Linked DNA regions of Oryza sativa: region 1 is linked to region 2. Evidence: chromatin contacts called from public HiCAR-type data. All regions are on one chromosome and are shown on one strand. The core of a region is the stretch at or near the end of the contact, and the rest is flanking DNA. Distances in the headings are between cores, read along the strand shown.

Region 1 (6,502 bases), core at 3,331-5,830, 160 kb before region 2:
GGAAGAGGGTCAAGAGAGTAAAAATATCGTAGCTAGGCTGTTTCGACAGGACACGAGGAAGGATAAGAAAAAACAGTTATAATGAATGTACTTTCCATGATTGGAAAAAAATGCAAATGAAATATTTGCTTGGGATCCAGAAAATTTCATTCTATTTATTTATTTATTTATTCATGTCTCACAAGCATGATCTTTGTTATAGTCAGACAAACGAAGCAAAGCCGGTTGGTATGCCTTTCGCCGGAGGCAAAATCCCTGCAGGCGGCAGCCACGAACAGTGTGGTTCACCGGAGAATCCTTCTCTGCAACCTGCGGGCCCCACCAGCGCCACTTGGCACGGCCCATGAGCCGCCGCGCGTACGGTGGACGCAACCCGCACCACAAACCTACAAAAAGCACTCCCACCACAAACCTCACTCCGACTCCGAGCCACAGCCACCTACAGGTGGGCCTCACAAACATATACTAGTAGACAGCATAGCAGGCGACGTAGCCGTACTTCTCCTGGTCCCACACCACCCGCTTTGGAGGAAAAAGGTGCCGGGGCCCACAGCGGTGGTGGACTCGAGTACGCGACGCGCGGCGCGCCGCGGTATTTTTATGTGTTCGCGCCGTCGTTCGTGCGCCGGGAGACCGAACCGTGGACGGCGGAGAGAAGAAGACGTGACAAGTGGACGTGGCCGCGGCCCGCGGGTGGAAAGGAAAGTGGCCCCCGCGCCGCGAGCCATTTTCCCTTTTCCCCGCTGCTAGTAGATGGTGGATTGCTGCTGGTTGGACAGCGGCAGATGGGGGTGGGCCCGTTCTGATCCTCAAACTGGAAAAGGATTCCAAGAGAAAAAAGGTTGCCCGCCTGCTTGTGGCCAAGGACGCTTCGCTCGGTCGCAGCCTCGAACGCTTCCGCTTCGTGCGCCGCGTTCCTCCCCCAAGTTTGGCCAACTCAACTTTTTTTTTTTTTTCACGCACACGCTTTTTAAACTGCTGAAGGATACTCTCTTTGTCCCAAAATATAAACACTTTTAAGTTTGATATGGTTTACGACATACTACTTTAACTAATAATATATATAAAAGTAAGATGTTTTAAATAAAAAGAGTTGTATATTATGATAGTTTGTTTAATGATATATCTAGTAACATCAATTTTATATGATTGATTTTTTATTTTTTTATTAATAGTCAAAGTTAAAAATATTTGACTTAACACTATGCTAAAAATGCTTATATTTTAGAACGGAGGGAGTATGCTTTTTTAAAAAAAAATCTGTACGAAAGTTATATTAAAAAAATCATATTAATCTATTTTTGAAAAAAATAATTAATACTTAATTAATCATGCAATAATATGTGCTTCGTTTTACGTGCCAACCCTCCTCCTGAGCGTAGCCTAAGGCTATTTGGGGAGCTTATAGCTGCCGCAGTTTTTCTTACAATCAAAAGTTCTTTCAAATAGTTCAGCTTAAGTTGTAGTTATAGAATTCAGAAATAAACTAGAAGTCAGAAGCTCGGAAACCCAGCCTTTTCAGATTCTTAGAAGCTAGCTACCTATCAGCTGCTTCTCTTAATCTTAAACTCTCCAAACAAGCCATCAACATGATACTCAACATGCGTATCAATTCTGGGTAATTTCGCTAGCACACACCACTGGCATTTGCTCGTATAACTACGACTGTGAATTATATATAAACCAAGACGAGATGGAGTACGTAGCAAATGGAGTAGAAAATTTTGGATAAGATTTTTGTACTTCAAATTCTAGCAGTCTAAATTTAGAGTTAAAAGATTAGGAAGGGATAAAACAACACACTAAACTAACTTTAAGGTTGAGTTTTTTTTTCAGATGTCAGTCTTCTCGATGTGTTTATAAAAGTTGGGCGTGGGTATTTACAACGGTGATTGTGCACATTGTGAACCCCTATGTTTTAAAATGAGAGAATTGAGTTTAAAGTCCAAAATTGTTTGTGGCTTATAAATAGGGGTGGTAATGGGTCATGAGCTATGGGTACTTAGAGCATCCCCAGCAGCTTCTCTATCTAGTCATCCATCTGATATTTGGAGTATGGAGGAGAAAAACAGTGCTCCAACAGAGTCTCTATCACGTACTCCATTTTTGGAGGTCCTCCAAACCTAGCCCTTCCCAAGCCAAATATGGAGGTTCTCTCTCCTCACTCTATCCTCAACTACCCACTTCCCAAGATTTTTTTTAAGTGGTGAAAGGTGAGAGCAATAGGAGTAAAAATGTGTGGTAATTGAAAAATATTAGTAAAATATAGGATGTTGGTATATGTAGGATGTAATATGGATGATCTGTTGAAGTGAAAAGTTATATAGAGTGGGAATTTTTTTGGATGGCCATCCAAATGGGAGTATGGAGGATAAAATTTAGATGAGCTGCAGGGGATGTTCTTATACAACTTTATCATCTTGCTCTCATATATTTTTAGATGAGGAAAAAAATTAGTCCACTATTTAAACCTTTTACCATTTCTACTTATAAGCCGTAGCTCAAACAAGTTTCTTGCGACCTTGCATATGTAAACACGTACTTCTAAATCCAAAATTTTGACACATTGATTCCACCAAATGGACGTCCTTTTCTCACCACCATTTTATCCGCAACACCACGTGGACGAGAGCAACCCAGGGCCCCACATGTGCACACAAAACCAACCCAAATCCATGATTTGCTTAGACCGAGAGCGAGTAACAAGTGCCACGAATAAATGTTGGAATCCCACTATTTTTTTTCAAAAAATTTACTCAAAACAAAACTTGTGGATGGGATTGTCTCCAGGGAAAGATCTCTAGCCACGTGGCCTACGAGCACGACGGGACCATTCTCATGAGCTAACGGATTTTGATCTGCAGCTGGTTTTTTTAGTAGAGCGTGGGGACGTGGGGTTCGGTATTTTATACTACTAAAATTATTGGTGATACTAATTTTTATATAAAAAAACAATTCACGCTTGGTGACATTTTTACCCCAATTTTATGGTATTTGGGGTTCGGTGTTTTATACTTCCTCCGTTTCATAATATAAGTTATTCTAGGATTTCTTATATTTATGTTGATGTTAATGAATCTAGATAGATTTATATGTCTAGATTAATTAACGTCAATATGAATATGGAAAATTTTAGAATGATTTACATTGTAAAACGGGAGAGTACTAATCTTGTTTTTTTTTAAAAAAAACAATTGGTGCCATTTTACCCCAATTTTCCGGTATTTGGGGTTCAATATTTTATACTAAAACGCTTGGTTATTTTAATTTTCTTAAAAAAATATAATTCACGTTGGTGTCACTTTACCCCAATTTTGGGTATTTGGGGTTCGGATTTTATACTACAATTCTTGGTGATTTTATTTATCTTGTATTTCCCACGCCAGTTCAGCTCAAGAGTGACAAAAATTATCAGCCAATCAGCGCCAACCGGGCCCACCGTCAGCTCCCCTAGAAGGCTAGAACCCCTACCAACTCCCCACTTGCGCTAGGCCCCCCACCACGCGCCGTCCCACTGACACGCGTGGCCCACCTCCGTCCAGCACGTGCCACGTAGGATAAAGGAAGAGGAGAAAGAAAGAAAAAAAGAGAAGGAAAAAGAAAGGAGAAGAGAAAAAGCGGGGGGCGGGGTGGCCGCCTGGACCGCCCCTTTTTGGCTCCGCTTTTTCGCGAGATTCGATCGCTTGCCTTCCGCCCGCAGCAGCTGACGTCACCCCGGGCGCCTCCCAGCCACGAGAACTCGTGGCTGACGAGCCCCCCGCGCCGCTGACCTGGACGCCAGCTGTCCGCCCCTGGTGCCCCCCGCGTCGCCATCCCGAGCCTCGGACAATTCGCCTCCACGCCCCTATATGAACCGATATTTACATAAACACTCCCTGTCAGTACAGGCTTTACCTACGCTCCCTCCGTCCAAAAAAACCAAGTACTCCCTAATATTAGGGATTTTGGTTTTTTTTCTTGCACTATTTGACCATTCGTCTTATTTAATTTTTTTGAAATTATTATTTATTTTATTTGTAACTTACTTTATTATACAAAGTACTTTAAGCACAACTTTTCCTTTTTTATATTTGCATAATTTTTTTTTAATAAGATGAGTGGTCAAACAGTGCAAGGAAAAAATCAAAATCCCTTATATTATGGGACGGAGAGAGTATATGACACATCTTAATACAACGAATTTAGACAGAGACATATCTAAATTCGTTGTATTATGATGTGTCATATTAAGTACTACTATATTGATTTTTTATGGGATAGAGGGAGTATGCAAGAGCCTCATCGATTGCTCATATTCTCGGATATGACAAAGCAGCTTATTAGGAAATAAAAGTTATTTATAGGTATATATTTGTTCGTAGCGATTTAAAAGCCAATACTATCAAGAAATTACATCGAAAACATCTTAACTTCAAAATCAAGTTTAAAAATTCAAATTTTGGCTTTTGCTTTGGCTTATTATGCTAACCGATGTTGCTCCGAACTTTTATAGGGGTGTGTTTGAGAATAGTGGGTTTTGGGAGGGTATAAGAGGGTTAATCCCCTTCTTTAATATAGCAAGAGCAATCCCCTCTGAAATGAAATTTCTCGTGCTCTTTTTTGTTCCCATTTCGTCCCATGCGTAGAGGAGACTAGCTTAGCTAGTTTTATTTCCAAATTAGCCCCTCTCGTCTTCTCTTCTCTCGCCGCTCCGGTCAGCGGCTGCGGCGGCGGCGGCGGAGGATCACGGTGGTTGTCGGGTTGTTGGTGGGTGAGGGGGGATCGAGGATGTGTGACAAGGATCCGGGCATAAAGCTCTTCGGGCGGGTGATCCCGCTGGCTCCAGAGGCTGAGGCTGCTGCGGCGGCGGACGGCTCCGACCAGCCGGAGGCGGCGGCGGCGGCGGCGGCGGAGGTTGAGCCGGCGGCGCAGGATGAGGTGAGAATAATCGCGTGCGCATTTTGTTGCTTTTCATTCGAGTTTGGAGGGTTTTGTTGCTTTGTGGGGAAGAGAAAGGAAAAGATTGATATGATCGGCTTAATTTAGGCTGTTATTTATGTGTTTCTGTGAAATTGAGCTCTTCTTGATCAGATTAAGGTGAGGAATTCGAACTATGGGTCATGGGTGAAAGTTACGGTGCACTTTCCCTGATCAGTTGGTGTGTATGAAAAAAAAAAGGTTCAGTTTGGATTTTAGGTGTGTGGATAAGGCCAAGAATTAGGATGATCCTACCTGTCCGTACACCATGTTTTGTCCTTGTCTTCGACTTAGGCGGCAGTTAAGTAGAGAATTGCCCATAATTGTTCTGTGTTATTGCTAATTGTGATTGGGGGTATTTGCAGGTGAGAGAGGGCAATTAGCATAATTGGTTGGTTGGGTACTTTGGGTGTAATCATCCTTGCCTCCTCAAAAAGTGGTTAGGAGTGTAAAGTAGGACATCCATGCAAAATCTAAGGTTCTTTTGAGCATGTGGTGGTCTTTCTCTTTCTACACCATGGCTTTTCGCTTTCATTTAGCGAAAGAGTGGTCAGCTTTTTTTCTCAGCTAGTAATTAGGATGTGTTCTGGTTTCAGTAAAAGCAATTAATCCGCGTAGCCGATTGTACTGAGGCAGAACGAGACGGTGAATAGATAAGAGTAGAATACCTGCATGATTTTATTTTTAGTGATGATTGGCCGTTGTCCTTCGGATCATCTTGGCATATCTCTCTGCAGCATGTTCTGTGGATGGATGAAGCTAAAGTCGATTGAATTAGGATCTGTGCAACTGGGCTTGGATTAGCATGTCCAAATTGTTCAGATACCCAACTTATGAATTTACATACCGGTGTACACCTCATAGTTTCATGCTCCCAATTTTCAATGTTTGGAGCAACACAATAAGTGTTAGGCCCATAAAGGTAGAATATCTGCTTGCTAACATGTCTCTTCTTTGGAAGAAAAGAAACACAAAGCTGAATAAAGGTGATTATAGTTGCATATCATTTGCTTGAAAGATTCATTCATGATATTATTTATCTTTTGCCATGCCATAGACTTGTGATCCTATTACATTTCTTTAATTTCCAAACTTCCTGCTAAAGTGATTTTTTTTCAAAAAGGGTTTCATTATTAGAGGTTTCTTTGAAGTTTGAACTGAAGTACCTTGCTAATATCCACTACGGCAATATTTTAGGATCATCACAAGGAAACAGAAGAAAGAAAATATGATGAAATGAAGGTTGATGTGCCACAAGAGGAGGAAGATAACGAAATGAAGGTCGATGCACCACAAGAGAAAAAGGATAATGAAGTGACGGCTGATGTGCCAGAAGAGAAGGGAAATGATGAAATGAGGGTTGATGCATCAGAGTCAATAGAAAGCATAGAGCCAGTCAGCAGATCTACCTTGGACAATAAAAAAGAAGATCAGGGTCAGATGAACAACGTTGAAGAGAAAGCAGCATCAGACTCAAAAGATGAAAATGAAAAGACAGCAAATGATGAATCAGGCCAGGACAAAGTACTTAAGAAGCCAGATAAGA
Region 2 (7,309 bases), core at 468-2,967:
TAGTTATTTATTATACTATTAATATCTGGTCCTACATGTCATACACACATTACGTCTTGGAGTCTGTGTTGTAACTGGCTACAAATCTGTAACCCGCCGCTATTCTCTCTTCATTTATCTCTTTAAAATATGTATATAGCTGGCTTATAGCCTGCTATTGTACCTGCTCTTAGAGAAAGTGAAGATGAGTACTCTCACCGTCAAAAAAAATCTAACCTAATTAGCGTTTAACATGATATAGCACGATGTCTTTCATCGTGTTAGATTATGTCTTATTCTCTGTTGAATTGTCGTTAGAATTAACCGGGTTATGTTTTTTTTTTTGCACGAAGAAATTAAAGTACAGGCCAAATTATGGAGGGAATAAAAAGGCAGAGCAGATTGGAGCATCTAATCTGTTGCAATCCTGAAAAGATCTCCAGCAGATGCAAACGTTTAACGGAACGCAAGGGAGATGATCATCGATTATTATTACGGACGCCATTGGCTGGGTGATGTTGGCTGCTGCTGCTGCCCTCTTTTTCCACGCAGATGATGACGCACGCCAGCTGCCTGTTTCCAGGCAGTTTCCTCTCCTCTACTCCGATCGATTGCATTGCCAGCTATTGTACGCAGTCAAAATCTGGGTGTAGAGTGTGAGAATTGTATAGAAAAGGATACAGAAATATATCTATCTACTCTCTCTGCTAGGTGAACTGTCCCCGGTGAAGAAACCGAAAGCGATTTGAGTCTACGAATTTTACACAAAACAGTCGATCAGCCATGATCAGTAAAGAAATTACGCATTTCTCTGTTGAATTGTAGTCAGAATTAACCAGGTTAATAATTTTCAAACGCTCTTCTCATACTCTACACGTTTCCTGGCCTCTTGGGCAACTAGGCAACAGCTGGATCACCCCTGGATGGATGGATGCACCGTGCACGCCCCCCCCCCCCCCTCTCTTTTCGCTTATACTTATGCTTATCACTTAAAATTTAAATTTTTAATCTTAAATTTAGAATTGATTTTAAGGTTTTTTCATCGAAGTTTATTTTTTAGCCTTTACTTTTAAATTGCTAAGAACACGTATATAAAAGTTTTATTCACAAATTATTTTTTTTGCAAATATGCCGTTTCGCTTATTCCACGAATAAGAGAAACGATGGGGACATTCACTTGTTAACACGCTTAATTTTAAAGCTGTTAGCATGTTAAATGGTACGTTTCACATAACAACCTTACATATAAAAGTTGCTTCAAATATAAAATTGATCTATTTTGCAAATTTGTAATAAATTAAAATTTTATTAACCATACCTTTATGGTTTTATTGTTTTTTTGCATGCTCTAAAATCATCTCCTATCTTACGAGACAAGAACACCAGCTGTCATGTGTTCTTTCTTCCGTCAGCCATGCAGCATCAGCAGCCGCACCACACTTTGCGCGCTCTCTGTGGCTCGATCCATCAGTCCATCCATTGCTAGCGGCTCGACACGTGTCGCCCGGACGAGCCCCTCGCCCACGTGGAGGTGGCGGGGGCGGAAACTTGGGCGGCACGGACTGGAAGAGCGCCAAGTGGGCCACGGGCCCCACCCCGCCAGTCCCCACCCCCCACGGTCCAGTGGGCCCCACGCGTCAGCCGCACGCGGACCCGCAGGTCGCCCGCGTTAAGCAAACGACCCAACCCGGGCCGCGGTTTATATAAAAGCGCGTTGAGCCCGCAGCGCGGCCTCCTACCCATCCATCCCTAGCTTCCTCGCTGCTTCGCCCGCCACGTCACCCTCCTCCTCCTCCCCTTTTTTTTCTCTCGCTCGCCTCGCCATCCATGGCGTCGATGGCGAACCAGCAGTAGTAGTAGTCCACCCCAACGACGCGCGCGAGCCAGCTCCGGGGTACCCGCCGCTCGTGCCCGGGGGGGAAGGGGGTGCACCGGGGAGCCGTCGCGCCGCGCGGCTCTGATTCTTCCCGTTCCCGGAGGTGAGTGGGTTGACTGACTCCTCCCCGCTCCGCGCCGCGCCGCGACTGGCCTCGACTCTGCGTGTGTGTTTGGTTAGGTGATTTGGATTGTTCCGCGCTTGACGACGTCCCCGCTCGTTGTTGGGGGGTTTCGTCTTGGTGCGGGGGATTTTTTTGTTGTTTAGCGTTCGTTCATGTTAGGGGTAGTTGTTTCGTCTCGTCTCGGGAGGTGGGGGGTTTTAGGGTGATTCTTCGATCGAGATCTTCGTTTAGGGGTTGCGATCACTCGCCGATTGCGGATCTTTGCCGCGGAATTTTTCTTATTCTTTTTTTTTTTTTTGCCTCCTGGGGTTTTCGATTCGGGGGGCAGATTCTTGGGGGATTCGAGACGCGCGTAATGGGGATTGGTTGCGACCCCGTCGAAATCCGAGTGGATCGGTCGGTTGGTTGGTTGTGCGAAGAAATGGTGTTCTTGAAGTAGTTCGGTATTTGGGGAATTAGGATAGCTGCTCTTCCTTCAGTGCTTCAATAGGATGATAAATCAGTGAATTCCCGATTGTTTTTTCTTTTCCCATTTTAGCTAGCCTATAATAGGATATCACCCCACTTTTCAGGTGGTTTAATGTGAAATTTGGAGTTATTACCATATTCCTACTAATCATTTTAGAATTTCCTCCCCTGCTTGCTTTGAACCTGAAATTGTCAATAATTAGAAAGGAGGAAGCATCATTGTTCATATGGATTTTTGTTAGTTTGCCTCCATGTTTATCTTCTGTAAAATGCTTGGGGATGTTACTCCATGAGCATACTAAAATCGCCAACGTTTGTGTTGAGAATCTTTCTAGAAAGATTTATAAGATCGTCACTTATGTTCTTTAGTTTTTAGGCAGTAAGTCGTTGTGCTAAATACCCATGCCGTTTTAGATTCTCCCTGATCATGTTTGCTTTTCTTGATTCATGCACAGATTTGAACCATGGAGTCTTTACGTGACATGGTCCTCCCACCAGGATTTGGATTCCACCCAAAAGATACTGAGCTCATTTCTCACTATCTGAAAAAGAAAATACATGGCCAAAAGATTGAATATGAGATCATTCCAGAGGTGGATATATACAAGCATGAACCATGGGATTTACCTGGTAAGTTGAACATTATTCCATGACAACCTATATTTGTTTCGTTCCATAGAGTTTGCTGATGAGAAAAGAGTCAATATTTGACCATCAATTTAAACTAGATAATGCTGGTAGATGGAAACATTCATGTTTGCAAGAACCACTGGGGAATGCACCAGAATGTTTTCTGTATTCTTAGTACTGTTGTCATTTCTTAGTACTGTTGCATCCTTTGCCTTTTTAAATATTATGCAACTGATTGCCAATTATGTATCTTCTTTGTCCAATTCTCTGCCCTGTTATTTTGATAGATGAGTTTCTTTTTTCTACTTTTTGGCTTCCTTTGTTTGTATGCCGCTTGGAATCTAATTATGTAAACTGCTGATGATATTTCACATTACAGCAAAGTGCGATGTTCCAACTCAGGATAATAAGTGGCATTTCTTCGCTGCTCGTGACAGAAAGTATCCTAACGGTTCTCGGTCAAATAGGGCAACAGTTGCTGGGTATTGGAAATCCACTGGAAAGGATCGAGCCATAAAAATGGGCAAGCAAACTATAGGAACGAAGAAAACTTTAGTTTTTCATGAAGGCCGCCCACCCACTGGGAGACGTACTGAGTGGATCATGCATGAGTACTATATAGATGAGCGTGAATGTCAAGCCTGCCCTGATATGAAGGTATTGAACTAATTATTAAGATTTTAAAGTGGCTTATTTAGAAAAGAGAGAACTATATTGTGGCTTTACATGATACTCCCTCCGTTTCAAAATATTTGACACCGTTGACTTTTTAGTACGTGTTTGACTATTCGTCTTATTCAAAAAATTTAAGTAATTATTTATTCTTTTCATATCATTTGATTCATTGTTAAATATACTTTCATGTACACATATAGTTTTACATATTTCACAAATTTTTTTTAATAAGACGAACGGTTAAACATGTGCTAAAAAATCAACGGTGTCAAACATTTTGAAACGGAGGGAGTATATAAATTAATGTGCACTGTACCTTCTTGATGTCACTCTTCAAACAACTTGCTGGTTTAGATGATATAATCATATGATTTGCTGACTAAGGGCGAATTCCAGTATCTAATGTAGGGCTTTTATTTTATTGTCCCTCAGGATGCATATGTACTTTGTCGTATTACCAAAAGAAATGACTGGATCCCAGGGAATGGCAATGAGTTGGACAACAGTGATCCTCATCCAGAACCATATGATGCTCCTCCATCAGTTATCAGTACTGAACAGCTAAATCCTGCTGCTGAACCAGTTGTCGGTGTTGAAGCTGCACCAGTTACCGTTGCTGAACCTGACGGTGTTACTACGTCAGCTATCACTGCTAATATACCATCTCCTAGTGATGACATTAATCTGGATGATTGGTTGAATGAACTATTTGATCCTTTCTTTGACCCTGAACAGAGTCTGGCTTCTGCTGATCTGTCTCCAGATGAACAAAATGTTGAATCATCGGTGAGTTTCTTCACAGTCACTGTGTTTGCAGGTTAAATAATTCAATGGATAAATTATTAGAATGTTGTAGTGACATTATTAGAATGTTGTAGTGACTCCAGCTCCCTATGAGAACGGGCTATTGCATGAACAAGAATCTGTTGGACAAATCTAACATGCTTGTTACTCATAATAAATTGATCTTCACTGGTCCACTTGTGCATACTGATTGCTATTTAATATATCTGCATAATGCATTTCTGATAGACAAAATACTGAATAACTTCACGAACATATAGAAACCAAACACAACATTGCATTATAGTAATGTTTGTGAGCCTAGTACAGCACTGGTTACTGCTTGGGAATTGATACTAAGCCTAGTACAGCACTGGTTACTGCTTGGGAATTGATACTAATATGAAGCATGTGACTGGTAATGACCTTTAGAGATACCTAGACATAGGCAAATCACAATGTTGTGACCATTTTTTTTTGTGACTTAGTATGGCTGCCCTTTTATTTTCTTTTGCTGGTTGACAAAGAAGATTTGCTTGTAATTTTTTTAGGAACACCGGAGTAATGCATTCTCATGGATAATATTTGAAACTCATTGAAAATTATTATGATTTGTTTGGATTGACTTTTTAAAAAATAGCCATGATTTGCATATACCATGGACTGAAGCTATCTTATGTGTTACGGTTTGTTCCACCTCTTCTGAGATTTCTGGTTATTGCCAAGTATCTGGTCTGTTATATTATGGGGAAACGTTGACTGTAGTTGTGTTTTCATACCATGTTCTTTCTTTAACACGGAACCTAGGAGTCAATGTATTTTCTGCAAATCATGAATTGTACTTGTCATTGTGCTGTGCATTCTGCCATTCTACTATGTTTTGATTGCAGTTCTTAGCCTGTGCATACTTGCTCATCGCGCTATCTTCCTTCTTAATTTACAGAACGTAGGTGCTTTGGCTCCAAAGGTGGAACAAGACTATTCTAGTCCTAACGAGAACGTAGTAGATGATACGGAGTACTTGTTGCCTGAAGATGTTTACAACATACTGCACCCTGGTACAGATGACTTCAATATGCTCCAGAATCCTTTGGATCAGTACCCCATTCAATATGCAACCGATGTTTGGAGTGGAATTCAGAAGGAAGAACTGTGGTCGCCCCAGGCCAATGCTGAGCCTAGTCAGTCGAATGAAGCTGCTGATAATGGAATTATAAGACGTTATCGTAGTATGAAAACACCTGAAACTAGTGTGCCGCAGTTCAAGGGTAAAACTCAGGCTAAAATGCGGGTTGGGATCAACAAGATGGCTACGAGTAGTTCTGAATCTATCAACCAGACTATCAAGTTTGAGAACAGTGGTCGTCTTGTTGAGCACCAGAAGAACCAAGCGCATGATGTAGCTTCTACCAAGCGGTCAGACGCAGGGAAGCCAAGTACAGAGCTCAGCAGCAATCGAGGATTTCTCAGGGGTATCCGAAATGCATTTGCAGGCTGTTCGGATGCTCGATGGAACATGATACTTGTTGCGGGTTTCGCTATTGGAGTCGCTGTGGTAGCGCTTCATATAGGCCAACGCCTTGGATTAAGCCAGAGAGATCAGCAGCATACCTAGCCTTTAGGTTTGCAGGTTACTGGGTTTCTATGCTTTTTGCAATCTGGAGAAACGTAAACAAACTCCGATCTTTGGTTGGTGCAGAACATTTGATGTATGCGCCGTTTTTTTTGTGTTGGTTTTGTACATATTATTATCTTCGGTTTTGGTCGACTTTTGTTCTCGCCAGCTAGTAGTACTATGTTGACGAATGTAGAAGAAAACCTCAAAAAAAAAAGAACAAATGAAAAAAAATTGACGATGAAAATTTATATAATTAACCGCTTGCATTGTACTATACCGTATCAGTTATGATGGCATGATTCTAAATACACGCACTTGTGGATGACTACGGCATTTTTCCTCTGAAGTTTTGTGTATTCTAGTTGAAGTAATCTCATGTTTGACTAATCGTAGTCATATGTTGGGAGTACGGCTATTTGAAACACTGGAACGTAGTTTGTAAAAGGGATCTAAATGCACAAGACAGAACTCTCTCCAGCAATCTTTCAAGGAATTGTAGAGCAAACATGACATCCAAATCCACTGCAAACAATTTACCCTGTTAAAAACATGCATGACCATCATATTACCACGTCTGCGAAGATGACAAACAACATTACATAACCGTTACATGCCTTCTGTGATGCGTTGTCATGAATAAATAGCATCTCCCGAGTTAAGATTCCAAATATGTACGCAAGTTCCCAAACTATATGAATTTGCAACCATAAAATAAAGGGGGCACATAACCAATAATACAAAACCACAAAACATAGTAACTAGATTGCTGGGACGCTGGATTATATATAACCTTGCAACACAGCAATGGACCTTCGGTCTCAACTCTGAAGGCCATCATCCCCTTTTTCTGTTAGATTACTCGCTACTAAACTGCGACTGGGCTCTGAAATAAACCTCAGTTGCATAGTATACTATATCAACTGTTATTCTACTATCGAGACCCTTTCCAGCACGACAAGTGCTTGCGGCCGAATATGACTATGGCTAGGAGAAACCTTCAATGCGGAGGTCGTTCAACAGCCATGTCATATCATTTGCACCGATTCGGCTTGACTTCAGCTCCCGCATGCTTGCTCTCGCTTGGGAGTACAGCTCCTCTTCAAGAGGGATTTCTAGAAAAGAAATACATGGGCAAGATAAGCACATTTATCTTTGT

The links. HiCAR-type assays count read pairs that join an accessible place to other places.
Region 1: a HiCAR-type map of leaf shows a contact between it and region 2, with 2.9 times the contacts expected there. The contact joins the promoter of LOC9272566 here to the promoter of LOC4325120 in region 2. A contact is called at or near these places in 2 of 4 datasets of contacts at active chromatin or transcription factors (both in leaf).

The regions. Positions count from the first base shown.
Region 1 is chr1:8,963,667-8,970,168 of ASM3414082v1, reverse strand. LOC9272566 (cyclic dof factor 2) reads left to right here and starts at 4,580. Exons shown (of 2, transcript XM_015762779.3): 1 at 4,580-4,917; 2 at 6,154-6,502. The coding sequence starts at 4,768.
Region 2 is chr1:8,804,034-8,811,342 of ASM3414082v1, reverse strand. It overlaps LOC4325120 (NAC domain-containing protein 74-like), which reads left to right and starts at 1,717. Exons shown (of 5, transcript NM_001406190.1): 1 at 1,717-1,958; 2 at 2,903-3,077; 3 at 3,457-3,734; 4 at 4,185-4,538; 5 at 5,479-6,428. The coding sequence starts at 2,912. The coding sequence ends at 6,150. LOC4325119 reads right to left here. Exons shown (of 5, transcript XM_015794315.3): 5 at 6,686-7,265.